Linked DNA regions of Ostrinia nubilalis: region 2 is linked to region 1. Evidence: chromatin contacts called from public Hi-C data. All regions are on one chromosome and are shown on one strand. The core of a region is the stretch at or near the end of the contact, and the rest is flanking DNA. Distances in the headings are between cores, read along the strand shown.

What was found. Hi-C and Micro-C count contacts between places; a contact is called where the count stands out from the background.
Region 2: a contact with region 1 is called in a Hi-C map of whole body, with 6 times the contacts expected there. The contact joins the promoter of LOC135074687 here to the promoter of LOC135074845 in region 1. A contact is called at or near these places in 2 of 5 Hi-C or Micro-C datasets (whole body and whole larva).

What each region holds. Positions count from the first base shown.
Region 1 is chr9:12,477,349-12,481,309 of ilOstNubi1.1, reverse strand. It overlaps LOC135074845 (small subunit processome component 20 homolog), which reads left to right and starts at 1,849. Exons shown (of 18, transcript XM_063969227.1): 1 at 1,849-1,959; 2 at 2,326-2,612; 3 at 2,879-3,212; 4 at 3,320-3,961. The coding sequence starts at 1,915. LOC135074675 (hydroxyacylglutathione hydrolase, mitochondrial) reads right to left here and starts at 1,365. Exons shown (of 6, transcript XM_063969041.1): 1 at 1,296-1,365; 2 at 1,111-1,169; 3 at 448-676; 4 at 17-243. The coding sequence starts at 617.
Region 2 is chr9:13,027,831-13,031,791 of ilOstNubi1.1, reverse strand. It overlaps LOC135074687 (alpha-(1,3)-fucosyltransferase 10), which reads left to right and starts at 2,220. Exons shown (of 3, transcript XM_063969054.1): 1 at 2,220-2,405; 2 at 2,593-2,666. The region is part of intron 10 of LOC135074686 (multiple inositol polyphosphate phosphatase 1-like); the gene reads left to right. LOC135074698 (DNA-directed RNA polymerase III subunit RPC5) reads right to left here and starts at 1,870. Exons shown (of 8, transcript XM_063969066.1): 1 at 1,730-1,870; 2 at 1,401-1,619; 3 at 1,023-1,182; 4 at 269-384. The coding sequence starts at 1,759.

The DNA.
Region 1 (3,961 bases), core at 600-3,099:
AATCATAGTTAATCACCTGTAAAAACTGCTGGGTCATTTCCCTCTTCTGGTGCAGAGACAAAGTAGCAGATATGACCTGACGTATGGCACGGTGTGAACAGGCACTGCACATTTAGGTTCCCAACATTGAACCGAGTGTTGTGTTGAACCTTCTTGGTTAAGGCACCTATGCGGTCGTCTCCACCGTACACTTGAAGACCAGGATGCTGCTTCACTAAGTCAGCATTGCCTCCTGCATGGTCCCTGTAATTTGGAAGATATTTTTTATGTGACACAGTGAATTTTTTTTTTAATAGAACTCATGTAAATGAGTGTAAAGAAAATGTAAGTAGTTGATTCATTTAACATTTCAGAACAAAATAGCAACAGAAGTAGTTGACTGATATAACTACATCTATGATTATAAGAGGAAGCTAATTTAGAAGTTGGTAACAACATAACATTTACCAATGATGATGAGTAGTCAACACAGTTGTCAAATTCACACCCTGTTCCTCCACAGCCTTCAATACAGCACCAGGGTCCACGGGATCAACGATTGCAGCCTCTTTTGTGGCCTTATCCACAATGAGGTACATGTAGTTGTCTTGCAAGGCGGGCAGAATTTTCACATCCATGTTTTTGTACTGGAGATGCTCAATAGCGCTGTGAGCTTCACGTTGGTTGCGGACCAAAGCTGAAAATTTTAAATAAGAACAATTCAAATAAATTGAGATGTTTGAAGTGGTTGGTTTGTGTAGAGGAGGGAGTGTTAATGCTAGATAACTTGGCATTTGTTATCATTGATGGTATGGTAAGCCAAAAAAGCACTGAAAAGATGGTACACACTGTATATGATTTCCAGTCTTAGGGTCGCATAATGGTTTACCAATTTTGTTACAACATGTCTAAACAAAATAATGCCACTCTGGAAGGTATATACTTTATTTATTGTGTAAAACGTGATACAAAAAGGTAAACTATTTAGTTCAAACTGTATAAAAACACGGTTCTATCGTTTCTGTTGGATATAAACAATAGTAACATAAAACAGATACATTCAGTACATCAAAGTATTATTAGAGCTGCAATATTATTTTGTTTACAAATACGATAAAATTCTATTCTTACCTTGAAAATAGAGCTTCGTTATCTGTTGAGATAGGCCGAGTGGCAAAGAGTTCACAATCCTGGCAAGCATTGAACAGTATAATGGTACAAATAAATAAATAAACTCTGTAAGATTATTATTAAAGCTTCAATTTAGTCACAAGTAAATATTTCCAATTTAAACTAAATAAATCTGAAACACCAACCACTTCAATTCACTTGTCAACAAAAAAATTCGGCGAACGCCAGCTGACAGAGACAGCTACTGATGAACCGAAAAAAGTAAAAACCGGTAAATTGTTTAAAAAAAAAACAACTAATTAAGGTCATTGCACCCTTGTTAATCTGAATAAGATCATCACAGTACCAATTCGAGCCCATGGACAACTTCAAGGAAAATCTATGAGAAAAATACTCATAAGGTCAAATTCAAATTCAAATTGTTTATTTGCCTACTAAGTGTACATTCAACTTGTTATTCCTGCGCTTACATCTCGTGTGGCGTTTTGACCCTTATGGTAGCCACACACACGTATAAAGCGATTTAGTGGACTTGCACAACAAGTTGGACTGAAAGTACTGGAACCTAAGTCAAATATTGAATAAAAGACTGTCCCATTATGACGATGAGGAGTCACCTACCGATACCGGGACAAATCCTTGGCGCACCGGTGATGTCACGTCTCTAGCATTTTTTTTTCGAGAAATTAAAATTTGAATACGTCACTTTTTTTGACACTTTTGACAGTTGCACTTGCAGCCGGAGCTCCACGTGTGGTTTGTTTACGTTCTGTAAAAACTTTAATGTGATAAAAACTTACAAAAATGAAGAGTAAACCTGTGAAACATAAAACTACAAACACATTCCGGGTAAATATATTGTTATATAAATGATTCACCTTAGGTTATTAATTTAATAAAGCTTAATAAAATACCACAACATTTGAGGAAAGTTTTAAGTTCTTAGAAATTAAGTCGTAAGAGGAACCAAATTATCCCCAAAAAATATAGTAGTGTTTCTAACTTACAGAGTAATAAACTTTGGCTAATTGATTATAGTAATTAAGTATTTAAGTTCATAATAATATAACCTTAAACACATGGTATACAAAATTAAATAATCAATAACACAAGCAGAGATAATTAGAAACATGTGTAATATTTCATATGTTCTGCTTGGCAGAAAAATATAGTTTTCTCTGGGTTAAACACTAACAAATTTATGTTTTCTTGCAGTTTGTACCATTTGCAGAACGTATCAATTCAATTGACATCCGTCATGCAGCTCTGTACCACATCGAGCATGCATACACACAGCATCCTGATGAAAACGACACACATTTTCACCTGGCGATACAGAAATGGTACGCTCTCAACTTGACAGAAAACTTTAAGAAGTTCCGTAAAGATGTGTTTGGAATCATCACAGTTCCTCAGCTGGTTCACAAAAAAGAAGAAGTATTTGACATTTTAGAGAGATACCTCAATTTGGAGGATCAGTTGTGTCTACAGCCTTTATTGGAGTAAGTGATTTATCTATTTTATGTCAAGTAATATAGGATTAAGTTTACTAAATTAAGAAATAAAAGAAACTAAATTGTGTTAACAAGGCAAAGATGCAAGCATGCATCCAGCTATCCAGGGCAGAAATGCTGCTACATTTCTGCCCTGGATAGAATTTTACATAAAACCCTATTATTTGATTAACCTTGATATTTAATTACTATGCCATTTCTTTCATCTATTTACAAAACTACTAAAACTAATAATTTGTATCTAATGTTTTCAGAATCTTGGTATCTCTAGCAAAGGATTTACGCAACGACTTCTACCCACAGTTTCCTAGATTTCTAGATATACTCATAAAACTATTAAACACAAAAGATGCAGACAGGCTGGAATGGACTTTGGTTTGCCTGGCGTTTCTTTTTAAAATATTAAAACCGAATTTAAAGAAAGACATAGCAGTTGTCCTGAAAAGAATAATTCCGTTACTTAGTGAAGAACATCCTCAGTATATTAACAATTTTGCAGCTGAAAGTTTTGCTTTTGTTGCCCGAGATATACGAGATAAAAAGAAGTTTCTTGAGCTTTTATTAAATTATTTGAAGATAAATGATGATGTAAGTATTTATTTTACTTTTAGCAACTTAGAGTTTCTTACCAACCTAAGGCTGACTAACTTTTAAAAAAAAATCTTTTGTAAAGCTGATTTTTTTGTATTTTACAGGCTATCACTGGATGTGGTCATCTTTTATTTGAAATGATAAAGGGAGTTGGTAACAAGTTCCATAGTTGCATAGACACCTTCTTACCACTACTACTGCAGACACTCAAAGATGATAAACAGTATCAAGATGTGCTATTCAAAGTCCTCACACAAACCATTGAAGACAGTCTACAAACTATTTCTCACAAGGAGTACACAATATTCTGGTCTAGTGCTCTCAGGTTTATTGAAGAAATATTGAATGAGAATGATGAAGAAAGTAAAGGGCTAGAATATATTCTGAGGCTTGCAGGTCAAGTTGTTGAACACCAGAATGGAAAATACTTAACCAACCCTCCACAGTTTGTGCTCTTGCTGGTAAAAGTTATATGTGAACAGTTCTCTGAGAATGTACTCGAAGTGTGCGCCCAAATTGGTGCTCTACTGCTTTTATCTCCAAATGTATCACTGTCCCAGGAACATGCAGGGATCATTGTCAAAGTCCTACTCCCATTGCCTTACCCAAATATTTTGATTAACTTTGTTAGAAATGTCATTGACTATGCACAGTTTGACATGCACATTTTGCCCCCATTCCTTAATTTCGTTCTTCAGTCCGGATTCGACAATGAAGCAATGTGTACATTGACCAAGATTTGTTTG
Region 2 (3,961 bases), core at 971-3,470, 550 kb before region 1:
ATAAAGAAGTTTTATGGAAGCAACCTTTGGTATGGTTAACAATACTTATAATATTTATATCTCTTCACTCTTCTATCTTTGTATTAAAACAATAGAAATATTATTATTTAATGTGTCCATTTTGTGATGAAATTAACAAAATACAAAACAAGCAGTAACTGCCTTTGCAGTATTATTTAACCAATACAACAGAATTATTTTAGAAAAAAAGGTCCTTGCTAAATTATTAATTTTACCAAAAGATAAAAAATCAAGCAAAAAACCTTACCTGTTGTGCTTCCGGTTCTTTTTCTTCTTCATCAGATTCTTCAGCCTTACTCTTGTCCTGTTTACGTTTGTCTTGTTTGTCGAAGTAAGAATAAGATGGCCGCAACTGCACTATACCTGAATAACAAAATTAACATTTCCATTAACCCATCAAACTCAAAGCAGTCACATAAGACCACATAACATTATTTTGTAAGAAAATATTCTACTAAAATTACTAATAAGTAATTTGGGTTGCACCAATAATTACTAATAATCCCTTTAGCCTTTTGTACCAAGTTAAATATGCTAAATAACAATTGATTATTAAATGTTGTGTCTACATTCACAGGACTTCAAGGGTTAACATGAAATTAACATAGGAAGAATGTTAATAGATTTATGATATTTTTATGTGTATTTTTTGACATAAATATTGTTAATTTACTCAATAAGAAGCATTACTGTAAGTAAACAATAATGTTGTGTATGATGCAATATTTTCTAAATATGGCTATGTCAACATGAAATTGTAAACTCTGTCAGTTTATAATATAACGCGTTAGATTGTAAACTAACAGTGGGTTAGGTTAGGTTAGATTGTAATTTAACTACGTCAGATTATAATCTGACGGAATTCACAATTTTACGTTGACAGCTATACCATAAATAATTTATGTACTTGCAAATAAACAGGAGGAAAGTATGTGCTAAGCCAATAGAATTACATTAACTAATAATAACACAAGTTTAGAAGATTTTAACAGTCAAATTACCTTGTATTGGAGTGCAGTGTAGCTCTTTGTCTTGCAATATAGCAACAGCATAGTGCTGCGTTTCACTGCATGGGGAACTACTTTCATACACTATCTTGTCCATGATGCCATGCCGGAAATATTGAGCACGGTCTTTTTCTTTGACATGCCATGAAGATTCCTAGCAAAATATACAGTAATTTATTAATATTCATTACAAAAAGCATAAATTTACTGTTGTTGCCATAAATTATTGGCTTATTTGGAATAAAAGTACTGTAACATCTACAACACAGTCTACAGCATATGGCATATTTGTCTAAAGGTACTTGGACAATAATACCATGCTGTTGTATGAATATGTACTTATTATGAATTTTTCAAAGTAATTAATGTTACCTGATGTCCATCAGTATTTAGTGCAATCTGCTCGCCTTTAGATTGACAATATTTATCGCTGTAAGTGTCTAATTCAACCTCGAGCCTCACCAACTGGTTTTTAGGCTTGATTGAGGCATTCAGTACTTTAACATCTTTCCAATCTCTATTCGCTGGTCTGACTGGATACTGATAAATATAAAGATTCTTCGAAAGGGCCTGGGATAGAAAAACTGGGATCTGAAATTAGAAAGAGCACAGAAAATCAGTTTAAAATCCATTTTTATGAACAACAACATAACCTCATCGGGTGTACCACGTTGCTAATTACAAGCGGGTCTTTCCAGTACCTCTTGAACAATGGGATCATCCTCTTCCATTTTAATATGAGCTAGTAATCGACAAACACTACAGCATATCAAATTAAATTCACGAACTGAGAGACTTGCTCGACTGATATGACGAGAAGGTATTTTTGTTTGACAGCTGTGTACCATAGACAAAACAGATGGATGCCTCATGCCACAGATCTCGTTTATTCATCCTAAGATAAGGCTGCATTCATACCCACTAGATAGGAGAAGAGGAGAGGCAAGAAGCGGAGCGGAGCTGTACCAATAGGATAGGATTGCTTGAAATCTCTGCTTAGTTTGTTCATTACCATTCAGTATTATAAAATACCTATATTAAAAGTTCGGGGCTAGGATAGCACGGTGTAAAATATCCAAATCATGAAGGTCATAATATTCTGATTTAGCCGTAGGATTTAGCAGACTTCTGGAGTACTGGTCAGAAAGAATATTTTAAAAGGATAATCCCTGACACATTGATTTCACTCAAGTCGCTGACAATACACGAAATATTTACTTTTTGAATGTTTTTACGAGATAATTATATTTTTTGAGAGAATAACTTTACCTCACTGTAATTACTATGTTTTTCTCGGTAATAAGCAATTAATTTCTTTTTTACAAGGTCATACGCAATTTTAAATTTCATTCAACATGTCTGATATGATAATAAATGGTAAGTACTTACCTACTATGTTGATTTTTTAACAATGTAAGTAAAAGAGAGAGACTTGAAAGAACTTAATCAATACGTCGTTAAAGTAACTTATTCATTAGATGAAAGTCAGTAAACGATATTATCAATAACTGGGTTGAGTGAGCTTTATATTTGTGACCTCCAATTCCAATTATTTCATTTTCAGATTCTGTGCCAGTAGATAAAAAATGGAATGAATTAATAAAATACAACATATTTATCATGAAACTAGTAGAATTTGTAAGTATTTTGGATTAATTCAATTTTACATTATCAAAGTTGCAAATAGAGTTTCATAGAAAAAAAATCCCTTCATTCGCCTCGTATGAGGATTGAAGAACAATATTCATTTAGATCGTTCTCCAATAATTTTATTGTTTGTATTTCCTTGGTTGTAGGGTATTTCTCTAGTAATCACGGTATTACCACTGATATTACCAAGGCCAAAAGGACACATGTACTGCATATCTACTGGGCCTACGCTTATTATATCGTTAATATTCATTGCCCTATATTTACGGAGAAAAGTTCCTTTATTCATGGAGAAAATGTACTTATTTTTTCAAATTATGTTTACATTTGGTGCTTTTATGCAATGTTTTTTATTAAATTTAGTAAGGGTGTGGTTGTGGTTACTGTATGGTGTTTTGTATTTTGGACTGTTGACTGCATTGTCTCTTGATTTATTTCTGATAGCTAATGAAAGAGGATGTACTTTTAGTTGCGCGTAAACGTTAAACTGTAATTATTCCATTAATATACATTTAATTTATTTTATCTTTTGTTTATTTTATTTTAACTAGTAAAGGCCTGCCCTTAAATAATTTTTAAATTCAGTAGGTGTATATCATAGACAAGAATGTCCCGCTTTTGAAGGGGAGGCTAGCAGTCGTTCAAATAAATCAACTGACAGACGTTCAAATAAATCAGCTGATCATTCTGTCATATTATGTCATGTCAAAAGTTTGTGAATTTCCTGTATTTTCCGCGGTTTTAAATTAGATTTTACATCCGCTAAATATTTATCTAAATTAAGTAGTAAACATTTAACCTTTAGTTTTTGAACTGCTTTATGAGATTAACAAGTACATGAGAATCGAATAACTTCGATTAAATTGAAGTAAACAATGAGTTAGGCAGGTAAGAATATGTTTCGATCCAATCAAAACATGAATGCGTTTACTTTTAGGTAATATCAATGCTTCTCATGATCCTACCGTTCATCATGACTGAACCGGGCGTCATGTATTGCCTGGCCGTGTCCCCGACGGTTATAATGTCAGTTATGTTCGTGGTGCTGTATTTAGTGGATCAAGTACACGATTTAGCCGAACAATTATACCTTGCAATACAAATATTCCTATGTGCCACGGGCCTAACCGCTAATGTACTGTCCATGAGTGCCGTTGGTGCCGTGTACGGTGTATTTATTACCCATTTATTTGTTGCCCTATGTATAGATCAGTACTATGTTTTCAAGGAAAGAGGCTTTGTACTGTTCAAGTAATGTTTTATGTGAATAAAATTTTTGAGAA